Regions from separate parts of the Mus musculus genome. Here regions 2, 3, 4 and 5 are each linked to region 1. The links are chromatin contacts, called in public HiChIP or PLAC-seq maps. All regions are on one chromosome and are shown on one strand. The core of a region is the stretch at or near the end of the contact, and the rest is flanking DNA. Distances in the headings are between cores, read along the strand shown. Region 1 holds the start of L1td1 (LINE-1 type transposase domain containing 1). Region 2 overlaps Atg4c (autophagy related 4C, cysteine peptidase). Region 3 has its middle 32 kb from the start of Atg4c. Region 4 holds the start of Tm2d1 (TM2 domain containing 1). Region 5 overlaps Patj (PATJ, crumbs cell polarity complex component).

Region 1 (2,858 bases), core at 133-2,632:
CCACCCCCACCCCCCAGGCGTGAGTTGGTGGCGCACTGCTAAAATATCCGCTGTTTCCAAAGGTAGAGACGACGAGGAAGCACCCCGCCACTAAACTATTTAAAATGCAAATCAAGCTGCGGTGGAATGTGGTCTCAGCAGTTGGCTCAGTTATGCACCTTACCAGAAAGCTTAGGGATAAGCATCAGACTATATAGGATATTGGATGGGAAGAGAAAAAAAAGCTCACATACTTGTTCAACGTTTTGAGACAGGGTTTCACTAAAACAGTTCAAGAGAGCATTCAATGGTGCCTTTTTGCCTCAGACCTCAAAGGACCTATGTTTGTGCTTATTTTTTTATTTACCTGTCTACTTGAGTCGGGGTCTCTATATGGCCCTTGCTGTCCTGGACTTCAGTATGTAGTACAGGCTGGCATCGAACTCAAGTGATGCACCTACCTCGGTCTCCTAGCACTAGGTTCAAGGCCCGACTCATTTTATGCTTCAAACTCGGGGATTTAAACGATTCTAGGGGGGGGGGGGTCAACGCTCTCAAACATCCCGACACTAGGTTAAGAACCCTCCCTAAATTACACGCAACACCCACTCTCACTTCAATCCAAGACACTTGTCACATTCCAGAGGGACCTTCTCCGTGCCCTGCGAGCACACTCTGCAGCTTACCCAAATCTGCGCCTTCCCCAGGAAGGAACCAGCTCTCCTCAGGTCGGGATTGGTCTGTCCACGCGTTTCACAGCGCCTGGAATTAAGTGCGTAGCCCAGAAGTCAAGTTATGACTTACGTAGAAACCCACACGCCTATGACCAGTAAACGTTCTCAAATGTGCTTAAATAGTATCTGCAAGTTATCAACAAGGACACTGGGGTGGGCGTAAGGAGAAGGCGGCAAAAAGGGATCGAACACCCCGGATCCAAATTCAAGGTGGCAAAGAGAGGGCCCGAGGACGGTGGCTTCTGCCCTGTGTGTCAGGATTCAACAGACACCTTTAATGCCCGGTTTTCTAGCAAACTTTGTTAAGAAACTGATGGAAACTCCTTCCCAGTCAAAGACAGAGGAAAGCGTTTGAGGGTGGAGGCTGGGAAGGGGCTGAAAGCCGGGGTCCCCCAGGCTCTTAGCAGCCGCTCTAGCTCACCTCCGCCTTCGCGCAGCTGCCGCCCCGCTGTCTCATTGTCCCCCACTGTCACGGCACTCTCCGGGTGCAGGAGCAATTCTCACTGCCCACCCCAGGGCCGGCCAGGCAGAGCAGGGTGAGAAACACGGGGACATCTGGGGCTTAACCCTGAGCAGCCTTACCTGAGAGCCACGAGGTGCAGCCCTGAGGTCACACACGCTGACAAAAGCAGGGCTGGGCGTCTGACCGCAGGAGAGACTCGCTGGGTCTCATGCAGACTCCTCCCTTCCCTAGGCGAAGTTTGCAGGTTTCTAGGCCCAACCCCCTCGCCACCCGCTTCCTTAGCCCCCTCCCAAAACTCAGTGGGGGCCTGAGCCCGCAAGGCGTGGTGGCCCACGCCCAGAAGCCATACTCGCTAGGAGCCAGTTAGGGCGCAAATCAAAAAATGAAATAAAATAAAAATCGCCCAAACGCTGCTCTCTGGCCTCACGCTAGCCAGCACCCCTGTCCTGACTTCAGGGACAGAACCTCGGTGTCACGCCTTTCTTGAAGCCAGTTGATGATGTAGCCGACCTTCCGACACCTCTCAGAACCTTTCTCACTCTCCAGGGCCTTTGCACTAGCTTTCTCTATGTAACTTCTTTTCCCAGGTCTTGTTTTGAGAAAAATCTTCTCAACTTGTAATTCTACATGTAGCTAACTCCAAACTCCTTATCTTTTGGCCTCCACCTCCCTAGATAGTGGAGTGAGCCGAGTTGGGGGGGGGGGGCGGGCTCGAGGAGGGGCGAGGGGATTGTGCTAGGGACAAACCTTGTGTTTGCAAGGTTTTCCAACTGAATTGCACCACCAATCCGTACTTTCGCACTTCTTTCAAAGCTGACTTTGTTCCATCCCTAGGTCTCAGGTCAAAGATTAACTCCTCCGGGGATGGTGGCAGCACCTATAGACCTCCAGCTACCCTGAAGGCAGGAGTACCCCTTTGTGCATAGCAACTGGGGTTCCTTTGGGCATTGTAGTGAGACTTCTCTTTAAAAACAAAACCAAAGATCTTTAAGTGGCCTCATTTAAAGTTCGTGTAAGTGAACTATCTTTCTTTCTTTCTTTCTTTCTTTCTTTCTTTCTTTCTTTCTTTCTTTCTTTCTTTCTTTCTTTCTTTCTTTCTTTCTTTCAAGTACACCATAGCTGTGTTCAGACACACACCAGAAGAGGGCATCTGATCTCATTACAGATTTTTGTGAGCCACCATGTGGTTGCTGGGATTTGAACTTAGAAACTCTGGAAGAGCAGGCAGTGCTCTTAACCGCTGAGTCATCTCTCCAGCCCATAAGTGAACTTTTAACTGTCCTAAAGAAGACACACTGTCTCCAACCACAAAGCTCTTTGATAGTCCTCTGTCCTCCTTACCCCCACCTAGTGGAGATAATGCCTTGCTACTCAGCCCAAGCTCTCCTTACACTTCCTGTGTAGCTGAGATTGACCTCAGACTCCAGGCCGTTTTAGCCAACCACGAGCTGGGATTGAGGCTGCACCCTAGGCTTTGTTTCATTCACCCGGTTCCTAATTCCCAATGATCAGGAGCCAAATGTGTTCAATTGCTGCATTCCCTTTTCATGTCTTCCCATTCCCCACTTCCTCCTGGAACGTAATTCCAAACGGGCAGGACTTTCTTTCTCACTCACAGCTTCCTTCACTTCACGGGTACCCAGGATTATGACTGGCATGTGCTACAGCCTCTTGTCAAATGA
Region 2 (2,858 bases), core at 180-2,679, 470 kb before region 1:
TGGCACCCTGTTCTGGCCTCAGGGGACACTGACTGCATCACGTGGTACACAGACATACATGCAAATTAAACATTCATTTTAAAAAATTTAAAAAAATAAAATAAAATAAACCAGAATCATGGTAACAGATGATAAGGCACAGCAGAAAATTGTTTCAAGAATTCTTAAATCATGGAGGGAAGTCAAGGCAGCAGCTAAAGGGAACTAAACCAGGAGGTGGGAACTAAACCAGGAGGTGGGAACTAAACCAGGAGGTGGGAACTAAACCAGGAGGTGGGAACTAAACCAGGAGGTGGGAACTAAACCAGGAGGTGGGAACTAAACCAGGAGGTGGGAACTAAACCAGGAGGTGGGAACTAAACCAGGAGGTGGGAACTAAACCAGGAGGTGGGAACTAAACCAGGAGGTGGGAACTAAACCAGGAGGTGGGAACTAAACCAGGAGGTGGGAACTAAACCAGGAGGTGGGAACTAAACCAGGAGGTGGGAACTAAACCAGGAGGTGGGAACTAAACCAGGAGGTGGGAACTAAAGCAGAAACCATGACGAAACATCGACTGCTGGCTTGCTTCTCTACACCACACACAAATACCTGCCCTACAGTAGCACTGCCCAGTGGGACGGGCCCTCCCACATCAATTATCAATCAAGGAAACCACCTGCCCATGCCCATAGGTCAGTCTATTGAAGGCAACTCCTCAACTCCTCAACTGAGGTTCCCTCTTCCCAGGCAACAATAAAGCTAACCAGGACACCCAGAACCTAATTGTTATGAGGTGATAAGACTTATCAATTCTGTGAGGTACTCTCAGCAAAAATAATTGGTTTGTACTCACAAAAAATATCAATTGACTTTAAAAATGAGAACAGAAGAGAAGGAGGGAGCAAGCAGGAGAGGGGGAGAAGATGTTCTCTGTAAAAAAAGAAAAGAGAGACGGCTGGGAGAAGCAACTGCCCACACGCACAGGCCAGATGCCCTAGGTCTGCGTTCCAGCACTGCAAAAGGATAAAGAGAAGAGAAAACAGAAAGGTGACAACTCAATATATCCTATGAAGTATAACTAGATTTATTGTTTTTTTAAAGCTATGGTGATATTGTTGTCTTGTTTGGGAAAATCGGGGTTTTGAATATTGAAAATCCAATAGATAGCATTAAGGTTGCGGTGCTATGGCATACTAACGGTGGCTTGGTTGTAAGAAAATGATATAATTATTAAATCTGCATGAGGAAGTGCTTAGGAGGGATGGGTCATAAGGGTGTTGTCTTACTTCCACATAGCCCAGGAAGAAAGAAGCGCCTGTGTACGTGTAAATACTGAAAGCACGCCCACGGGAACCAGCTCCCACGAGGGGCAGTGTTAGCAGCCTAAGCCTGGGCTTCCAGGGAAAGGTAGAGATTAGGCTGACTCGAGAGCCGCTTAACTACTTCCTCCTCCACCCATGAGGGCTCACAGGGTGAGTAATCACAAACCGATCAGACACTTGCCTGAGAACCCAAGGCTAAGTCATCTCAGGACCGTAATGAATAGAAAAGGCTTAAAAATTAGATACTGTTTTCTCCAAAGCCAAATACAACTACCAAGCAATACAACTAAAGCTCAGTCACCAAAGTCACGTGATCTCAGACTACACATCCGGATCGCAAACACCAAAACTGCACCAGGGACGCTGGGGAGCCTGGGCACACACTGTCTCTCCTGACCCTTATGACAAGGGTAAGGCCAGCTCTACTATTCTCAGTGTCTAAGCTGTTCTGCCCAGCTCTGTATGGCTGTACTCTAGTACGTAACAAGAGACGCTGAATTCAATCTACTGACTCCAAAGCCCAAATACTTTGTCATATACTCTACACTATTCCCACCACTGTGAAATATAGAATCTAAACTGGCTGGACTGACTCAGTGCCTACCAAAAAGCACACAATTGAGAGATTCTGAAGGAAACAGGCATGTCTGTATTGCTCTATGTACATGTGCATTCATATATGAACCAAGTAAGTGAAGTTAAAATTTAGCCAGATGCCCTATTGACTGTCAAATCTCAAACCAAAAAAAATATATTTTTTTTAAAAGTTATTTAATAAGGCACCACTCAGTGTCTTACATAGGGTTTTACTGCTGTGAAGAGACACCATGACCACAGCAACTTTTATAAACAAAAATATTTCTTGCGGGGGTGGGTGCTGGAGAGATGGCTCAGCAGTTAAGAGCACTGACTGCTCTTCCAGAGGTCCTGAGTTCAAATCCCAGCAACCACATGGTGGTTCACAACCATCTGTAATGAGATCTGATGCCCTCTTCTGGTGTGACTGAAGACAGCTACAGTGTACTTATATATGATAAATAAATCTTTAAAAAAAAATATTTCCTTGGGGCTGACTTATGTTTTTAGAGGTTTGGTCCATTATTGTCATGTTGGGAAGCATGGGGACACACAGACAGACATGGTGCTGGAGAGGTAGGTGAGTTCTACATATGGACTCAAAGGCAGAGAGAGAGAGAGAGAGAGAGAGAGAGAGAGAGAGAGAGAGAGAGAGAGAGAGACACCAGGCCAGGCCAAGCTTAAGCATCTGAAACCTCTAACAACACATTTCCTCTTACAAGGCCACACCTACTTTAACAAAGCCAGGAGTCCTAAGCCTTTCAAATGAGCCACTCCCTAGGAGCCTTGGGGGTGGGGGTAGGGGTTACATTCAAACTCACACTATTGTAAATAGTTTTAATATGTCACATGCAAACTCAAAACAGATACCAAAGTCTTTCCAGAAGCTTTCACCTATAGCCCTACCCTTCTGCATTCAAAGATAAGAGATACCAAAAGAATCTGAGTGATTTTCCATTATTCAAATACACTAAACTC
Region 3 (2,858 bases), core at 211-2,710, 440 kb before region 1:
GTCAAACGTGTTAGGAGAAAGGAGAGATGGCTTACTTGGGGGAGGGGGAACATAAAGCTGATAATCACATACTTGTTTTGTGTTGCAGTACATACGAGGAGAAAGTCCAATATCCTACACCCGAAAACAGAGCCCGATTCTGGAGCTTTTCTGTCTCCTAGAAGTACGAGCATTTTCTGACGCCACTGTTGGCTAAGAGAACTGATTGCTTGCTTTATTGCTTCAAGACTTTAATGTAAGATAAATGACAATAAATAAGAGTCGGGAGACGCAGTTAAGAAAGAGTCAGATAGGGTGTGGCTCTTAGCGAGCGTGAGCTGTTCTCAGTATAATCCTAAACTGAAATCTCGCATCTTAGTTTATGTGAAGAACTTTGTGATGGATTTTATCCTTATACTGCAAATGAGGGTGCCCATTCAGAGGTTTGTGAAGTTGCTTACAGTATAGAACTGCTCAGTAGCAAGACTGAATTTGATAGCATTCTGCTGGAGATAAATCCTAGGTCTTTTTTTTATTTGGATAATGTTTCTGGAAACATCAGCTATCCATATGCCATTCAGTTTGCTGAACTCCTGGGCTGCTGCTCTCAGAGGCTGGAGGTCTGCCTGACAATCGTTATTTCCTCCCTGTTTTCCTTGGACTTTTAAACTTTATTTAACCTAATCTTAAGCAATAACATGCATGAAATTATGGGTTAACACATGAGTTTGTTTAAATGGATGCATAAAGATAAATATTAAAAATGTATCTGCTTATTGTCTAAAAGTGAATGAAAAAAAAGAAATAAAAAGGAAAGGAACAAGACTGATCGGTGTATGGTGGAGGAGAATGTTTATTATAGATATTACTATAGATATTACAGATAAACATAGCCAGAGGCAGGGGCATCTGGGAGACTCCAGAGTGGACAGGACCCTGAGCCACGTGAAGAGAGGAGAGAGGGGAAGGGAGAGGGGAGAGTTCAGGGAACCAAGTGAGGTAGCCAGGAAGCCCAAAAGAGAGTAGACTGAAAAGACCAGGTAATCAAAATGGCTGGATTATATATCGAAGGGCAGCTGACAGGAAGGACAGCCCAGTCCCTGTCCTGGAGAAGTTTAGGGTGGGAGGCATCCAGGAGGGCCCTGCAACAGGTAGGGACTGAGGGATGCTGGGAGAACCAAGTAGCCAGGTCCACTTTGATATGTTAATAACCATTTGCAGGTCCACTGTGATATGTTAAATGCGCACCTTATCCATTTGTCCTACGGTTTGACACTGTAAAGAAATTAGCTTACGCATTCTCTGGGTCTGTACTTCCTGAGACAAACACTGCTTCTGCAGTGCAGCTGAAGGTCTCGTTCCAAGGTGAGGCCAAGTGTGATGGTCATATTTATGGGCTAGCCTCCAGTTTAGAGGAGAGAAATCAAGCTATTTTTTTTCTGAGACAGAGGGAGGGAGACTGACTCACATTTCCTGAGCAAATTGCCAGTGCACCAAACAAGGAGCTTTATAAAAATGTTTCTCCCGTGGTCACTCAAGCCCTCCAAACAACCCAACTGGAATTAAACTTGGCAACGATTACTGAATATCGTCAGTGTCGGGCAGCTTACGGTTTCTGCAGCAAGAGCAGAATCAAAACTTGCCAGAAAGCACCTAAGCTGCTAGCTGCTCCCACAAGACTCCCAGATCCAAGAAAGCTTCCTGGCTTTTGTGCAGGCCCAGCTGGAGTTGAATTGTTTTTATTCTTTCCTGTAAGTAGGTTGTGGGAGGAAGTCTTTGGGCTGTTCTCTACTATTGAGTGGGAAGAATAATACAGGACTATTAGAGAAAAGGGAAAGTGGGAGAGGGAGGGGGAGGGTGTAACCATTGTAAAAATAAATCCATATCTTTTCGAGTAAAAAAAAAAAAAGAAAAGAAACCAATGTGTATTTGGTTTAGGAGTTTAGATATGGTCCAATGCATCTAAAGGGGGGTGGGGTGGGGGAGAAAGAAAGATAGAGCCTCAGAAACCAGAAAGACAATACACAAAAATTTTGACATTATGTTGACAATTGTAGCCCAAAGTGGTAGAACATTTTCCCAACACATTCAAAGTCTCCAATACTGCGAAGAGAATTTGGTATGTCTGTGTTTGGTTGCAGTTTACCATCTCTCTTCCATAGTGTCTCCACATCCGATGCTCTCCTCTCCTCATTCTCGGGTAGTAACTAGTACAAGTCTAGGCGACATTGGCAGGCGGGTCTCACCAACATCTGGATTTTATTTTATTTTTATTTTTTTTTCATATAAATTTTAAGTTTTATTTTTGGAAGTTACACATAGTTTAAAAGAACAATAGCTTTTTTTGTTTTCCAATGGATGTTATTACTCCTTAGAACATTAGATGAAGGCTTCACTTATGATTGAATGGATTTTAAATTAGTATTAAATAAGCAAATCTTACTACTCTTATCCCTCTTATTTCCTAAGACAGAAATTCCCTGAAGGATCTTGAGCTAGAAGTCTTGTTTTTCATGAAGAGACAGCATTATTGTGGCATCTTTCACAATAACCAAAAAATTGGGACTGCCCTTGTTTTTGTCTCCCTTTGGCTGGTCCCCCCTCCCCCCCCCCCGCCCCTCCGTGGCTGGTAACCTAGGCAACAGATTAACTGACTTGTGCTTGCTGAGGAGTCATCACAAAAGAATGGAAGTTCATTTTGCCTCACTTGCTTGGGATAACTAAGACTGCGCTCTATTTAGCAGGTTGAAGTTACTATGAAACCTGAAAATTATGCAGAGAGTCCAAATCTACAAGTGTCCAGTTAAAGCAAGGTTTTATTTAGTCCTGGCCAGAAAGATGCACACTGGCCAGGTCCATACCTGGGATTCTCAGAGAAT
Region 4 (2,858 bases), core at 178-2,677, 340 kb after region 1:
AAGAGTCAATTTTCTGTCCATGGGATGCAGGGGACTATGTCCAGGGACTTGTGCTTGCTAGGCAACTCTACCACTATCCCAGCTCAGGAGTCAAAAGTTTTATAGTTTCATTGCTGTCTTACAGAATCCTTTTAATTCTTTTAAATTTACATATTGTGGAAGAGAATAAAGATAATCACTAAAGCCATAAAATAGATCCAGTAATGGGATTAATCAGCAAAGCATCAGCAGTTCTAAGTAATTGTTTTAAATCTGTATTAAAATTGATACACAGATCAGCAGTATTCTTGCACTCAGCAGGAAACCATCTAATTCTATCATAATTTCAATAATCCTGAGGCACAGAATTGCTTCCTTTAGTCCTTTGGGTTTATGTTGTATTTTAAAAAATCACTAGAACATTCTGAGTCCAAGTAGTAGTTAAGTGGAAAGGTTCTTTTATCATTGTGTAAGATGTATAACTGATATTCTGTCTTTTTCAATATTTATTTTTATTTTATGCATGTGAGTGTTTTGTCTGCTATTTCCACCTTGTGGGTCCCAGGGATTGAATTCATTTGTCAGGCAGAGCAACAAAGGATTTTACCCATGGAGCCAAATATGTGCATAGAGCTTGAGAAGGCTAGAAGGGGACCTTCAATCTGGAACTGGAATTACAGGGCTTTAGCCAATACATGGGTGCTAGGAACCTAACCTGGTTCTCTGTAAGACCAGCAAGTGTTCTCAACTCCTAAGCCATCTCTTCAGCCCAATATTCTGTCCTCGAACACTTGTCCACTATATAATGTCTACAGCAATCTAGAATTGCACTTGGGTCACTTCTAGATAGTCTAAATCTAAATTCTTCCAACCCTAGGGAAACCCTCATCCTTTAGAGCCTCCAGGATCAACACTGGTGCCCACCAGGAGCTGGGGCTCATCAGAAGGAGCAGTTTCTGTCTCCTTGTGAGGGTTCTCAGGGAAGCTACTAGAGAAGACTCCCAAACGTGTATTTTTTTATATAATTATTCAGTTTTTTAAAAAGTGTGTGTGTATGTGAAAATCCGTTTTTTTTTTTCCATCATGTGGGTTCCAGGGATTGAATTTAAATAATTTTCAGGCTCCGGAACAAGTGCCTTTACACTCTGAGCAGTCTCCCTGGGACATGGGCATGTTTTTATTATTATTATTATTATTATTATTATTATTATTAAAGTTTCCATGCTTGCTTTGGCAGTACATATACTAAAATTGGAACGATACAGAGATTAAGATGGTCCCTGCTCAAAGATAACAAGCGAACATATTTAAACAACAACAACAACAACCCTCGAAAACCTCGCTGATGTAGCTGTGCCAAGTTATCCTAGGGAGTAGCCTTTAGAAGCCCTAAGCTGCGCCACGGTTGCCAGGCCCCTTTAAGGCCCTTCCTTCTCTAGGAGGCGGAACCGGAAGCGCGAGGACGCGGTGCCCAACATGGCGGCCGCCTGGCCCGCGGGTCGGGCTTCCCCAGCGGCGGGGCCTCCGGGCCTTCTCCGCACCCTGTGGCTCGTGACGGTCGCCGCGGGACACTGTGGGGCTGCTGCCTCTGGCGCTGTCGGGGGCGAGGAGACACCCAAGTGTGAGGACCTCAGGGTGGGACAATATCCTCCGGAAAGCCGCCGTTCTCAGGCGGTCAGCTGGACCCCGGGCTGTGGGATGGGGACCGTGGCCTCCGCTGTGGCTCTAGTGACCATTGGACCCCGGGAGGTGAGGAGGGCTGTGGGGACGAAGGGCGAGCACCGTGGGCTTTCCCTGGACCGATCAGTGGTTGGCACTTCCTTCTCCGATTGACCATGGATTTTACCGGCTTGCCCACTTACTCACACACACACACACACACACACACATCTAGGTTGTGTCCCAGACACAAAAGATGCGAAAATTGTTCGACGCGTTCCTGAAAGTTTGCAGGTGTTGAGGGAGACAAGTAATTACTAGTGAACCAATGCATGTGTCTCACTTGTCATTAACGTAACATATATCACCTACAGCCATCCTCAGATGGCTTCACTTTGTGATTTTAGACAACTTATTATTATGTTTTAAAATTAGAGATCCTCTTGGATGTTTTAAAATGTAATATTTGTATTAGTTCTTTGTGAGAATTTCACCCAGTGGATTTTGATCATATTCAACCTCAAACTCCTTCTACATTGTCTTCCCTCCCACTCCCCCTTAACCTCGACCCCTACCACACACACTTAAAAAAAAAAAAGAAAACTAACACAGGGAGTCAGATATGTGCTGTTCATATCTACAGTGGTATGGGGCTATTCGCTGAAGCATGGTTGCCTTACCTGGGACTTAAACCTATGACTCTCTAACTTAGCAGCCATCAACTGGCCATAGTTAGGGGTGGGGGCTTTTGAATGAGCAAATAATTTAAGTCTAAAACATACTTATACCAGTGACTACCAACTTAAGGGAGCATTTATGCTAATTTAATTACCACAACAGTTTCGTTGGGTGTTTATTTACAGATGAGAAATCTGATTTAGGAATGGGTGAACTGTCTTATTACATTAGCGCACCGCAGAGCAACAAGGTGAAATTCGTGTTATACTCAAAAAACTATGTTTGAACAAAACTTTGGGTACTGACACAGTGCCTCAGACATTTGTGTACAGATCCTCAAACCTGCAGAAGCAAGAAAGAGTCTTAAGAAAAATCTTACAATTAAGAGAATCTGCCAGGCAGTGGTGGCCCAAGCCTTTAATCCCAGCACTCGGGAGGCAGAGGCAGGCAGATTTCTGAGTTTGAGGCCAGCCTGGTCTACAGAGTGAGTTCCAGGACAGCCAGGAGAAACAGAGAAACCCTGACTTAGAGAGAGAGAGAGA
Region 5 (2,858 bases), core at 228-2,727, 320 kb after region 1:
AAAAAGTGTCTTCATGGACTTAAAAGCACATATTTTCAAGGCAATTATTAGAAGCAGATCATCACCAGAGTCTAGGACTCTGGACCACCCCAGTGTGGTGGATCAGACCCTTGTGCACACTAAGCTCACACTATACAGTCCACCTACATGCCTAGCTCCATCATATCTTCTTAAAAGCCATAACTATGCACCTGCAGGTCATGTTTGGTTACCATGTGATTAAAAACCTAATTCAACAGGGCAGGCTATATGATCCTGACTACAATGAACTAGAGGATAAATCTTCTCTAAATCTGAGAGATTTGTGGTTCTACATGACATCTCTAATGGCCAGCAAATATTCTTTGCATTTCATTATTCTCTCCTGCTCAAGGGAACATATTCCTGGCATCAAAACCATTTGCTTACCAACAAACCACTTGCTATTCAAAATAAGCGTGTTCTGAGACTGAATTTTACTTCGATGGACAATAAGAATTTCAGTAAGAGGCTGTAAAAATGCACTCAGGAGTGGTTTCCTATATCGACACTTCAAGCATGTTGGCAGTGTTCCGTCAAGTGAGGGGAAGTGACATTTACCTGCTGGCTAGGGCTCCTCCAGCAGACAGCTATCTGCATCTCACTCCTGAAACAGGTACAGTTGGAATTGAGTGACATCTTGAATCCATGTAAGAACTGAGCATGCTGGGAAATCTACCCTTTGTATAAAACAGGAAAACTGTACAACATGCACAAGTGTTGTGAAACGCAGCACTTAAGGGATATTTGGGTTATTTTCATACTTCTGTAAGACAGAAACGTGTGCACTGGGGAATTTTCTAGAAAAAAAAATTTAGGAAGCAATAGTTATTGCTTCCAGAAAATAGAAAAGAGGAATATAAAAGTTAGCCTTTGAGGACTGAGGTTAGAACTCAGTGGTAGAGCGTGTATGCATGAGAGCCTGGATTCAATCCCCAACACCAGAGAAAAATAATAACAAAAATTAGTCTCTTTTACTTTATAGATTTTGGGGTTGTTTGAATTTTTATTAAAAAAAAATACGGACTTAAGATTTTAGTTCAGTGGTAGAATAGCATGTGAGACTCTCAAGTTTTATTCTCTCCACTACAATAAAAATACACAAAAACAAGTACTAATTTTATAATTATAGAACAGTGGTAAAAGTGTCAGATGTGGTACCACATACCTGTAATCCCAGCACTCGGGAGGCCAAGACAGGAGGATTCAAGTTTGAGGACAGCCTGGGCTACACAGTAAGACCCTATCTCAGGGGGACAAAAAAAAAAATCCAAGAAAAATTAAGGCCAAAAACGGCCAACACTTTTCAGACTTCTGTTGGCTCATGAGACTTCAATTTCCTACTAACAAACATCTGCTCATCTATCTGGGATTTTGGGAAGTAAGGTCACTGGCTATCTTGCTGGGAAAGCACAGGCACTCACTGAAGTGCGCATTTCAACTGGACCTTTACACCTGGGTGATTCACAACTCCAGAGCTCACTGAACCAGGAAGCTTGAAAAATATCCATGAGCTTAATATAATATTACATATAAAGTCTTAATGAAGTTCTTAAAAAAAAAAGTCCACTCCCTTCAGAGCCAGGGGTCAGGATTTATCCTGGTCCCTTTGTCCTCAAAGCTCAACATTTACTAGGTACTCGTTAAATAATAAACAGAATCCAAACCAAAGAGTGGTGGAGGCTGCCACCAGAACTCTGTATAGGCTGTCACGCAAAACAAACAAGTGTTACAGTGGCATTAAGGGCCCATTAAGGGAAAGCTATTTGCTCTGCTCAGGGGAATGGCATCTCTGGCCTGGGTGGAGACTTAACATTCCAGTTGGGAGATCAATCATCTCGTTTAGGGAGCAGACTCAGGAAGGCTTGATCCTCCTTAATCCATCCTGAAGAGATAGGAGGAATAACTATCCCGAATGCCATGAAGCTCTGTTAGGTCTGCCCTCCTAAGCACCACTCAGAGGCACAGTTTTTTCCTGTCCCTCCCTTCTTTTTTCTTTGTATGCTGGCCAAAGCCTAAAAATGCCTTTTCTGTATTTTAGGGTTCTTACTCTTTCTCTGGAGGCCCCCCCTCCCCTTTTTGTCACAAGACTGTGTGGCTGGACTCCATGACTCAGTCTAACAGTAGGAATTCTTCTCTTCTCCATCTGACTCCTCTGGGCAGCCGCCTGGGTCTACAGCTGGCTCTCCTTGCGATTTTTTCTTTTACACTCTAATAAAACTGTCCTCAAGCTTCCTTCAGAGCCCATCCTCAAATTCTTTCAATAACAATACTATGAACTCCAAGAGGGAAGTACACCAATTCCCTTGGTGACATGTAGCAACTCTGCCGGGACACCCCAAAATTCCCAGGAACACAAGTTAGGTTTCCTACAAAGGCCTGGTGAAAGCTTTCCTAAACCAACTGAACATAAAAAAATTAAATGTCCCCACTGTCAAAACACCCCACTCCTAGAATGTAAGAAAAGCAATTGTAGAATGCTAAAGCTGCATATGGAGAAAATATTGAAATCCAAGTTGAAAGATACCATGAGAAAAATCATGTTAGTTCCTCAGAGTGCTTCAGTTGGCAAGATTCATATCTTATCACGGAAACACTCTCAAGAGTCAATTCCTAACAGTACTCTCTCTGTAATTTGTTTCATTTTGCAGAAGTTAAACTGCTCTGTGTGTCATTCTGTTGGTGATAGTCCCCCTCCACCACAAGCAACAAGCCACAAATCTGAACAATTTTCACACACATTAAGTCTCTGATATGTTTTTAAGGATTTATTTATTTATTATATGTAAGTACACTGTAGCTGTCTTCAGACACTCCAGAAGAGGGCGTCAGATCTTGTT

Evidence for each region. HiChIP or PLAC-seq counts read pairs in DNA pulled down with a chosen protein or histone mark.
Region 2: a contact with region 1 is called in an H3K27ac HiChIP or PLAC-seq map of epiblast stem cells, with 6 times the contacts expected there. The contact joins the enhancer-like site here to the promoter of L1td1 in region 1. A contact is called at or near these places in 23 of 39 promoter capture datasets (the 3T3-L1 cell line, 3T3-L1-derived adipocytes, the C10 cell line and 14 more), 10 of 484 Hi-C or Micro-C datasets (adipose-derived mesenchymal stem cells, embryonic stem cells, extraembryonic endoderm stem cells and 4 more) and 23 of 115 datasets of contacts at active chromatin or transcription factors (the NIH/3T3 cell line, astrocytes, bone marrow-derived macrophages and 12 more).
Region 3: a contact with region 1 is called in an H3K4me3 HiChIP or PLAC-seq map of stem cell-derived neural progenitor cells, with 14 read pairs. The contact joins the enhancer-like site here to the promoter of L1td1 in region 1. A contact is called at or near these places in 14 of 39 promoter capture datasets (the C10 cell line, the HPC-7 cell line, HPC-7-derived erythroid cells and 9 more), 1 of 15 datasets of contacts at CTCF or cohesin (the NIH/3T3 cell line), 14 of 484 Hi-C or Micro-C datasets (CD4 T cells, the HL-1 cell line, Th1 cells and 10 more), 11 of 115 datasets of contacts at active chromatin or transcription factors (embryonic basal ganglia, embryonic stem cells, epiblast stem cells and 4 more) and 1 of 9 other capture datasets (adipose tissue).
Region 4: a contact with region 1 is called in a CTCF HiChIP or PLAC-seq map of the NIH/3T3 cell line, with 8 read pairs. The contact joins the promoter of Tm2d1 here to the promoter of L1td1 in region 1. A contact is called at or near these places in 6 of 39 promoter capture datasets (the 3T3-L1 cell line, 3T3-L1-derived adipocytes, embryonic stem cells and 1 more), 1 of 15 datasets of contacts at CTCF or cohesin (the NIH/3T3 cell line), 7 of 115 datasets of contacts at active chromatin or transcription factors (craniofacial prominence, embryonic stem cells, epiblast stem cells and 2 more) and 2 of 9 other capture datasets (embryonic stem cells and pancreatic islet).
Region 5: a contact with region 1 is called in an H3K27ac HiChIP or PLAC-seq map of extraembryonic endoderm stem cells. The contact joins the enhancer-like site here to the promoter of L1td1 in region 1. A contact is called at or near these places in 3 of 39 promoter capture datasets (embryonic stem cells, liver and stem cell-derived epiblast-like cells) and 6 of 115 datasets of contacts at active chromatin or transcription factors (craniofacial prominence, embryonic stem cells, epiblast stem cells and 2 more).

Annotation. Positions count from the first base shown.
Region 1 is chr4:98,725,278-98,728,135 of GRCm38.p6, reverse strand. L1td1 (LINE-1 type transposase domain containing 1) reads right to left here and starts at 1,382. Exons shown (of 5, transcript NM_001081202.1): 1 at 1,296-1,382; 2 at 666-741.
Region 2 is chr4:99,198,677-99,201,534 of GRCm38.p6, reverse strand. The region is part of intron 1 of Atg4c (autophagy related 4C, cysteine peptidase); the gene reads right to left. Among named protein-coding and RNA genes, the nearest start is that of Atg4c, 6.2 kb to the right of the region's middle. Within about 2 kb of position 1,429, at least 144 of the 459 cell types and tissues checked have an H3K27ac peak or open chromatin away from gene starts, as enhancers often do. A contact at or near this core is called in the HPC-7 cell line, adipose-derived mesenchymal stem cells, bone marrow-derived macrophages and 7 more, where this site is marked.
Region 3 is chr4:99,160,408-99,163,265 of GRCm38.p6, reverse strand. No RefSeq gene overlaps it. Among named protein-coding and RNA genes, the nearest start is that of Atg4c, 32 kb to the left of the region's middle. Within about 2 kb of position 1,460, at least 70 of the 459 cell types and tissues checked have an H3K27ac peak or open chromatin away from gene starts, as enhancers often do. A contact at or near this core is called in the HL-1 cell line, the NIH/3T3 cell line, adipose tissue and 2 more, where this site is marked.
Region 4 is chr4:98,381,834-98,384,691 of GRCm38.p6, reverse strand. It overlaps Tm2d1 (TM2 domain containing 1), which reads left to right and starts at 1,427. Exons shown (of 7, transcript NM_053157.2): 1 at 1,427-1,622. The coding sequence starts at 1,456.
Region 5 is chr4:98,400,385-98,403,242 of GRCm38.p6, reverse strand. All of the region lies in intron 1 of Patj (PATJ, crumbs cell polarity complex component), which reads right to left. Among named protein-coding and RNA genes, the nearest start is that of Patj, 6.0 kb to the right of the region's middle. Within about 2 kb of position 1,477, at least 81 of the 459 cell types and tissues checked have an H3K27ac peak or open chromatin away from gene starts, as enhancers often do. A contact at or near this core is called in epiblast stem cells and extraembryonic endoderm stem cells, where this site is marked.